Regions from separate parts of the Pan troglodytes genome. Here region 2 is linked to region 1. Evidence: chromatin contacts called from public Hi-C data. All regions are on one chromosome and are shown on one strand. The core of a region is the stretch at or near the end of the contact, and the rest is flanking DNA. Distances in the headings are between cores, read along the strand shown. Region 1 has its middle 56 kb from the start of LCTL. Region 2 overlaps SMAD6 (SMAD family member 6).

Evidence for each region. A called contact is a pair of places that touch in the nucleus more often than the background predicts.
Region 2: a Hi-C map of stem cell-derived neural progenitor cells shows a contact between it and region 1, with 4 times the contacts expected there. The contact joins two enhancer-like sites. A contact is called at or near these places in 2 of 7 Hi-C or Micro-C datasets (a lymphoblastoid cell line and stem cell-derived neural progenitor cells) and 1 of 1 other capture datasets (stem cell-derived neural stem cells).

Annotation. Positions count from the first base shown.
Region 1 is chr16:58,613,623-58,617,958 of NHGRI_mPanTro3-v2.0_pri, reverse strand. No RefSeq gene overlaps it. Among named protein-coding and RNA genes, the nearest start is that of LCTL, 56 kb to the right of the region's middle. Within about 2 kb of position 2,173, at least 8 of the 24 cell types and tissues checked have an H3K27ac peak or open chromatin away from gene starts, as enhancers often do. A contact at or near this core is called in stem cell-derived neural progenitor cells and stem cell-derived neural stem cells, where this site is marked.
Region 2 is chr16:58,766,319-58,770,870 of NHGRI_mPanTro3-v2.0_pri, reverse strand. All of the region lies in intron 3 of SMAD6 (SMAD family member 6), which reads right to left. Among named protein-coding and RNA genes, the nearest start is that of SMAD6, 72 kb to the right of the region's middle. Within about 2 kb of position 2,675, at least 5 of the 24 cell types and tissues checked have an H3K27ac peak or open chromatin away from gene starts, as enhancers often do. A contact at or near this core is called in stem cell-derived neural progenitor cells and stem cell-derived neural stem cells, where this site is marked.

The sequences.
Region 1 (4,336 bases), core at 924-3,423:
TTTGTAGTTTTTGTTTGGTTTTGTTTTGTTTTTTAGACAAAGTCTCACTCTGTTGCCCAGGCTGGAGTGCAGTGGCGCAATCTCAGCTCACCACAACCTCTGCCTCCCGGGTCCAAGTGATTCTCCTGCCTCAGCCTCCCAAGTAGCTGGGACTACAGGCACGCGCCACCATGCCTGGCTAATTTTTTGTATTTTTAGTAGAGACGAGGTTTCACTATGTTGGCCAGGCTGGTGTAGTTTTAAATACTATTTAATAATACCAACAGATTATTGAGTGTCTTTTACCTACCAGGCACGGACCTAAACACGTTGCACATATCAGCTCATTTAACCCTCACAATACTACCAAGCAGGTTCTATTATCCTTTTTTGTTAAGTGAGGAAGTACACCTTGTCAAGATCACACATATGGTGCAGTTAGGATTCTGACCCAGTCCAAGGTGCAAGGACTCAAAAATTCCGAGCTCTTGACCACCATGTATACTTTCTCTGATATTTACAAATGTAACTTGAAATATTCCATACTTTCATTTCTGTAAGGATGGAGACCAGGCAAATAAACATTTGCTAGGCTCCTCTTCTATCCCAGACCCTGTACTAGCTGCCTTCCCGGGTTGTCTCCTGGCATTCTCACCAATGTCCTCTGAGTGCTGGAGCCAGCTACTTTCCAGATAGGGAAACAGAAAATCAGCCATGTTAAGCCCCTCTCCCAGGGTCCATAGGTGGCTGTGCTGGTTTCAAACCCAGTCCCATGCCACTCATGTATTCTAGTTTTTCACTGAAAGATATGCTCACCAACTTTACAAATAACACATTGATGAACCCATACTTTTTTTTTTTCTTTTGCTGCTGCTGAACTATTTCCTTGGGATGCATTCCCGGAGTGAGATTACTGAGTCAAAGGGCATGAATATTTTATGGCTTTCCATCTATATTGCCAAATTGTTATGACAAAGGGCTGCACCCATGTTCTCTGCCACCAGCACCACGGGGAGTATCATGCCCTACAGATTCAGACACTAAGGTGCGGAAACCGAAGTTCCAAGGCCTGCCACATCTAACACATTAAGTCCCAGCAGGAGCATTTTAGAAAGAGCTGGTGAATAAAGGGTTCTGGCTTCCCTGACAGCCCTGATGCCTGGTGGGTTTCTGGGTTGGGTGCTTTTGTTTTTTGTGTTGTTTTGCAGAAGTTTGCCTTTCTTGTGAAATTGTTTAAAATGTGGCTGAAATGGAACGAAGCATAGCTAGGCTTGTCTTTTAAAGAAAGAACAAATCTGAGGAAAACCCTTTTCTGATGTGGCGCCCCTTGGCCAGGGAGGGGGCCGCCCTGGCGCGGGGGCATCTAGGGGGCGTGGGCAGCCCAGGGAGGGGGCATCTTAGGGCGGGGGGCTGCCGGGGGAGGGGGCACCTGGGAGGGGCAGCCCGGGGAGGGCCAGGCGGGGTCGGCCGCGGGCTCGCAGGGGCGGCCGATAAGGCGGGAGCGGCCCGTCGCCACGGCGGCCCTGGCCCGGCGGGAAGGCTGGAAGGCGGGAAGGCGGGAAGGCGGGAAGGGGCCCGGCCGGGCTAGCGCAGATAACGCCCAGCGCTCGCTCGGGCGGCCGAGACTCGGAGACGCCACGGCCGCGGGAGATAGAGGCGCCCTGGCCCAGCCGGCAGCCCGGGGGCGGCGTGGGCTGCGGGAAGCCCACGCGGGGCTGCCCCGGCGACCCCCCGCAGCAGCCGTCTCCTTGGCTGCAGTCCCCTCCTCTGTGAAACGAGGGCCTGGAAGAATCGTCAGTGACCTCCTTCCTCGCACACGGCCTGCGCCCGGACCTCTCGGTCACCCGGTTCCTCTCAGCCAGGCCTCGAGGGGCGCGATGGGGACAAAGCTGCCCTTTCCGCAGACGGGGAGTTGACGCCCTGGGGGGCGAAGGGACTGTCCCTGGCCACCTGGCCGCCAGCATCGGTGGGGACCCGAGTGCAGAACTCCACACTCCACTTCTCTCTCCACTGCCCCACAAAGAGGGGCTTTTCCCCTTCAGCGGCTGACAAGGAAATCTCTAAGACTGGCATTTGCATTCTGCCTTTTCAAATTCTTCAAATTCCCCACATAAAATTCAGTTGGCTGCCAGACAGGGAGGGAGGCGGAGGACTGGGGGAGAGGCCTGACAGAGGCAGCCAGGAGCCGTCCACCGGCCCCAGCTCTCCTCGGAGAAACAGCTCTGGGGTGGGGTTCCGGAAATCCAGGCACACACGGAGGGAGCCCCCTGTGATCACCCCACTGCCAAGACCAGGCATCTCCAACAGGGCGCGGGGCCTGACCTCTCCAGCTCGCATTCAAAGCCTATCCTGGCACTGTTCTCCTCCTGCACCTGCACGGGGATGAGGGGGCCAGCCCCTCTTCCACTGCACACAGCTTGCCCGCCTCAAGGCCTCATTCACTTTTTGACCTTCTAGACAATTCTAAAGCCGTACTCTTTCTCCCATAGACGCCTTCCCTTCACCCCACCCGTCCCCAAGGACTTCACTCTTTATGGCTCCTTCCAGAAAGGATTTTCCAGGAAGTTTTTCTTTTCATTAAGCTGCTTTGAGAACCGTGTTCTATGTAAGATTTGACTCCTCTGTGATTCAGCTCCCACTGCTTGCATGCCTGCTGTGTGCCAGAACCTTCCTGTCAGCAACCTCAGGAGACAGCCACTATCACACCCATTGTACAGATGAGGCAAACCGAGCTCAGAGAGCCCCCAGTAACTTGTTCAGGGTCACAAAGCCAGAAATCAGGTAGGCCTAGCTCCAGATTCAGGCAGAATGTGAGTACAAAGCAACTCATCAAGAGACCTTAGTTCCAGGAATCCCGGCGCTGCCTCAGTGTGGCTGCTCTTGGGTAAGTTGCTGCCTCTCTCAGGGCCTCGGTCTACTGGGAGAGAAATGGGGATGATGACAGTGTCTCCTTCCCAGGGCAGCTGTGGGGTCTGCAGAGAGATGGATGTGGAGCTAGGCCCACAGGCCAGCCCATCCCCCTGGGGGAAATTCTGGGTTATAAGAATGCCCCCTTCTTCTCCAGGTTACCAGCACTGACTCATGGAAACTGAGTTTTCTGTGCCCCCTACACCCCAGGCCTCTCCTAGAAACAACAGCAACCCCCCCATTTCCTTCTGGCACATGGGCAATACCCTCAGCCTCTGGGGTCCTCAGCTTCCCCTCTCTGTGCACATACCCCTGACCCTCTGCCGGGCTCCACCACCTCCCCAGGCTCTCAGGGATCTGCTCCCTCTCTTCTCCCCCATTCAGATGTACTCTTAGAAAAGCCACTCCATTCCAGTCGAATATGAATATGAATACATTCAAGTTGCCAGCATGATCTTCTCAAAATATGCATGTTATCAGCTGGAGATTCTGGACAGTTACTGGTTTGGGGTTATATGCCCCTCCTCCTCCCCAGGCAGAAAGGCTGGTCATGCTCAGCGTATCTGGAATTCAAAATTTTTATATTTTTGTTGGTTTATTCCCCCTGCCCCCACATCCTGAACTGAGGGAGAGGGTTTATATGAGCCCACTAATTAACAGAACAGAAGCCTTTTTATTTCGTAAATAAAAGCATAGATACACTGTTTGAACAGAAATGCAGCATGTTCCCTGGAGAGTGTTTAAACTTTTAAAAATATTCCCCCCAGGGTCTGGGCAGGTGAGCCCCGAGGGGCTTTTCCAGGGGGAGACCTTGGTTGGGAGAACTGGTTGTCCCTCAGGGAGGAAGGTTCCTTAGGCTCCCAGCTGGGCCCCCCTGCAGTGTGGCGGTCCAGCTCGCAGTGGCCCCTCTGTGCCCATTCCGGCCCCAGCTGCATAGCCCTTCCCGACATGGGCTTCTTTGCTGGGCCTCCCTGCAGAAGTTAGAGGAAAGCTAATGACAACTGTCCTCAGAGTGAATGCCTCTGGGTTCTGGTGTAGTCAGACGGGGCTGTGAGACCTTGGGCAAGTCCCTGGTCCTGTCTGGACCTCACTTTCCTCCATGTGAGGAATGGAAGGTGCAGGTGGAATCCGCCCTGCCGTCTCCTCCCACCCTGAGGTCCTAGGCTGCTGTTCAGAGGCTGTTCTGGAAGCAGAAGGTGACTCTGTAGGTGGCCAGACTTTGGCCTGCAGGCTTCATGCCTCAAATCACATTTGGATGTTGGCTGCTTTTCATCCTCACAACATCACCAGTCAGCCCCTACCTTTATACCAGTTTCACAGATGGGGAAACTGAGGCCCCGTGTTTGACGTGACACCCAGACCCCATGAAGAAAGCCAGGCAGAAGTGATTCTCCTCTTTCTGTAAATGTGGAAACTCAGGTCCTAAGGATTCTGGCAACTCTGTGACTGG
Region 2 (4,552 bases), core at 1,426-3,925, 150 kb before region 1:
GTCTGATCCAGAGGGTAAGCCACCCACTCAGCCTCCCTGTCCCCACTCAACTCTCAGTCCCAGGGCGTCAGAGCTCGAGTATCCGCTGACATTATCTTATCCAGTGAGACCCAACACTTCAGGCTTCCACAAACCAACACGTTTTTAACAGGGGAGTTGGGAATGACACAGGGCGACCGCTGCTTCGTTTTTGTTTTTGTTTGAGCAATGGTCTCACTCTGTCACTCAGGCAGAAGTACTGTGGTGCAGTCATGGCTCACTGCGGCCTCGACCTCCCAGGCTCAAGCGATTTTCCCTCCTCAGCTTCCCAAGTAGTTGGCATTAGAGGCACACACCACCGGGTTTTGCCATGTTACCCAGGGTGGTCTCAAACTCCTGGGCTCAAGCAATCTGCCTGTCTTGGTCTCCCAAAGTGTTGGAATTACAGGCATGAGCCACTGCTCACCCAGACCACCACTGCTTTATTTTGCCATGTACAGACTTATTTTCTAACTTATTTTTATTTCTGTCACCATGGACCAATGAAAACTTGGTCCTGAGACTGGCCTGTTGGGACCCCTAATGGAGTCTAATAATCTGGTGCCCCAAAGACAGCATCCTGGGGGGCGTCGAGGGACTTGCCCAACTACACACAGCAGCAGGTGGCAGACCTAGGGCCAGAACTTGAGAGCCCAGAATTCTACTCTAATCCATGCCGCATGGTCCAAAAGGTTTCACAGTGAGAATGACCTAAGGCTGCCACCACTGACTGGATATGTGGCCATCGATAAACTGCTAAACGTCTCCAAGCCTCAGTCTCTGTATTTGTAAAAGGACTGATTCAATAATTAAGTACCCCACTCACCACAGTCCATCTCTGAATTTTCTGGAAACTCTGGCAAAATCAAGTGGGTGCAGAAGGAAGGAGGTGCCTTGTTTACGGGCTCCAGTGTTGGCCTTACCCTTCAGAGGCCAGGGATCTTTAGTGGGGTTGGGGGTCATGGCCCAGGGTCACCGCCATGGAAGGTCTCAATAGGACTGTGGATGACAAGGCCCTTTGCAAACCGCAAAGCACTTTACAAATGTTAGGGGTTAGCCCCTAGCCTGGCACCTGTGGTGAAAGAGGTGTTAGAATGAGCCCTGCTTTAGCTCCATTCTCTCACACACATACGTGCATTCAGATTTCATGCGGTGTGTCCAACACAAGCTGACATGCTCTGCAACACTATGAGTGAGAAGGTGGGCACCCCCTAACCCATGGTCCCCACTCTGTACTTCCCACAGCTGCACAGCCCCCTCCCCCTGTGCCTCTCAGTCACAAGCCTGGGCTGCCACTCAGGTGAGGGGACAGTCTCTTACAGAAGGATCTTTTTCTCCTCGTGGCTCCTAGGCTGTGGTACCGCCATCTCCCACGGCCATCAGCCTAATTAGGAACCAGCTCTTTAATTGCAAATAAATACCAGGGAGTCAGACACGAGTGAACAACATCAAAGATGACCGAGCTCTGACCGAAACTCCCGCTCACTACCCCCTGCTCAGGGCCTGGCCTAGTTCCCAGCCAGACTCTGGGTCCTGCTGGGAGGGTTCCAGGGGGAGGAGGAGAGGAGCTGTGTCTGGGGTGGATCTGGCAGAGTGGCACTAGCCTGGGAGGAGTCCTGCCTCCTGGCCCTGATCCAGCAGGTCATCTCCCTCCTCTGGCCTCAGTCTTCCCATCCGAACAATGAGATCATTACTCTCCCCAGCTCTAAATTTCCATGATTTAGTTAATGTTGCTAGGACTAGCAGCTCTAGTCCTAACCACCCAAACCCAGAAACCAGCTCAGATATCTATCAACAGAAAACCAATAAACAAAAACTAGGCACATCCAGCCAATGGAACACTACTCACCAAGAAAAAGGAACAAGCTACCGAAACCTGCAACAAGGTGCATGAATCTGAAGGGCATCCCATTGAGCACAAGAGGCCAGACAGAGGGTTCGCGGTGTGTTTCCACCAAGACAAAACTCTTGAAAAGGCAAACTAATCTACGGCAATGTAAATCAGAACAGTGGCCAGGCATGGTGGCTCATGCCTGTAATCTCAGCACTTTGGGAGGCTGAGGTGGGTGGATCATCTGAGGTCAGGAGTTTGAGACCAGCCTGGCCAACATGGCAGAACCCCATCTCTATTAAAAATACAAAAAAATCACCCGGGTGTGGTGGCGGGCGCCTTAATCCCAACTATTCGGGAGGCTGAGGCAGAGAATCGCTGGAACCCAGGAGGCGGACGCTGCAGTGAGCCAAGATTGCACCACTGCACTCCAGCCTGGGCAACAAGAGCGAAACTCCGTCTCAAAGAATAAAATAAAATAAAATAAAATAAAATAAAATAAATCAGAATAGTGGTTACCCCTGGGGAGAGGGAGAACAGCTGGGAAGAGGCACAAGAGAACTTTCCAGCATGATGGAAATATCTTATTTCTTGAGTGGAACCATGGGAACTTGGGCATCTGTGCTGTAAAAAGCCACACCCTGGATACTTAAAGAACGGTGGATTTCATTTTAGGTATGATACCTTGAAAAAATTAAAAAGAAGAAAGTGGCAATGTCCTGTGGCTGTCCTAGAGTGGCCCCAGCAGGGCTCCACAGTGGCCCAGGGGACAAGCCCTGTTCCCTCCCGGTGGCACCCACATTCCTGCCACCAGAGGGTGGTGGCTGTCTGCGCCGAGGAGGAGGTGGTGACTGGTCCCAACAATAGGCCTTCTCCCCTGCACAGAAATCAGCCCCTCTGATGGCTGGCATTCTTTTCTCTACGCCTCTCTGCCCAGGGAGGGTGCTGCGAGCCCAACATGTAATTTTTTGGGGGTGCAGGGGCACCAAGGGAGCTGACTGCAGTCTGAGGGAGGCGGGGAGTGCTGAAATCCCAAGAAAAGCCTTTTCGCTTCTTCGAATCAGCAGTTCTCTGTCAAAACAAAGGGCAGGAACGTTCCTGTGTGCTCCCCCGTGGGCTGCATGCTCCAAGAGCCTGAGCATAAACTGCAGCCTGCTTTCCTCAGGCTCCCCGCTTTCCTTTTGGCCAGACTGCCTTGGACTCAGCCACCCCTGAAGGAACCAGCGTTGTGCCCAGCTTAGACTCAAAGGTTCAGGGCATCCGTGGGAGGCTCAGCCCGAGTCCTCTGGGTCTTCAGGGGTCTAGGTCAGCAGGGGAGCAGGCGGTCCCTACTCCTTCACCTTCCAAGTCTTTGCTGCTGCTTCACACCCACCTGGGCCATAGCAACCTCCCTGGCTCTCCCAGGGCTGGACCAAAAGGGCCTGCTCAGCCCCTCATTGATGGGCCTGAAACAAGGGCAGACAGGCCCAGACCCTACCGAGAGCGAAGAAGAGATACTCAAAGTCTCAGAAGCCCAGAGAAGTTAAGTGACTTGCCCAGGGTCACCCAGCAAGTTGGTGGCAGAGCTGAAAAGGGGCCCAGGGCTGGCTTTTCCAATCCCCTTTGCACGGGGCTGCACTGAGGCCTCCTGCCTTCCTGGAAAACTCCTTTCTTCTGTCCCGTGTCATGCCTGTGGCTTCAAGTTCCAGTCCAACCGGCAGCTTTTCATCTGTGGCTCCCAGGCCTGGGAGTAATTACGTGGCCCTGCATCTGGTTAACCTAACACCCCTTTTAAAGCCTTGTTTGCCCATTAGATAAGTAGTTTTTGTTATCAAACTTAGAGGGAAAAAGGAGTTTCCACTTAACTCTCCTTTGTCATTTTAAGCTGCAGAAATGGCTTCAGGTTTTGCAGCAAGTCTAGAGATGCAGCATTAATTAGAGGCTCTTTTTCTTTTCTTTGTGAAGGGAGGGGAAGACCAGTTCTTTATCCACCGGGCTCCGGCAGTAAAAGCAGACAAGGAATGTGTACAGGGCCATGTTAATGGTCAACAGCTTAGAACGAGCCTCTCTGCTGAACTCTTTCCAAAAGCTGGGCCCAGCTGACAGGAGTTTCCTCTTACTCGCTCCCACCCACCCCTCCCCACCCCCCACCTCAGCTCCAGCACCTTTGGCTCCTAGAGGAAGCCGGGCTTCCAAGGGGAAGTTCCTAATCGGTCATTACATCACGGGCGGTCTGGCCACCACCGCAGCCTGCCTGCACAGGGCCCACTTCAGGGGCTCTTTTGGCGGCTGGTCTCTACATTGGCCACCACCCTCCAGACAGCCGCTCAGCTAGTCGGCTGGGGGTGGAGGGATGCCCCTAAGACAGGGAGTGTGATGGGAACAGGAGGGCAGCATGACAGAACCAGGAGGAGGGAGACTGAGGAACATGCCGTCCACATGGCCAAGGCGCAAAAACAGGCTCAGAGAGGTGAAGTGACTTGCCAAGGTCACAGTGGAAATGAGCGACACAGCTGGGACCAGGATGTCTCCTGCACAGGGTTAAAAGCATGGACTAGGGAGCAAAGGTGCCTGCATGTGAATCCCAGCTCTGCCACTCAGCAGCTGTGAAATCTTGGACGAGTGACTTCACCCTTTTAGGCCTCAGTTTCCTAACCTGTAACACAGGGATGCAATCAGTGGTTACTTCATCAGAGTGCTGGGATTAATTTCAAGTGTGTCAAA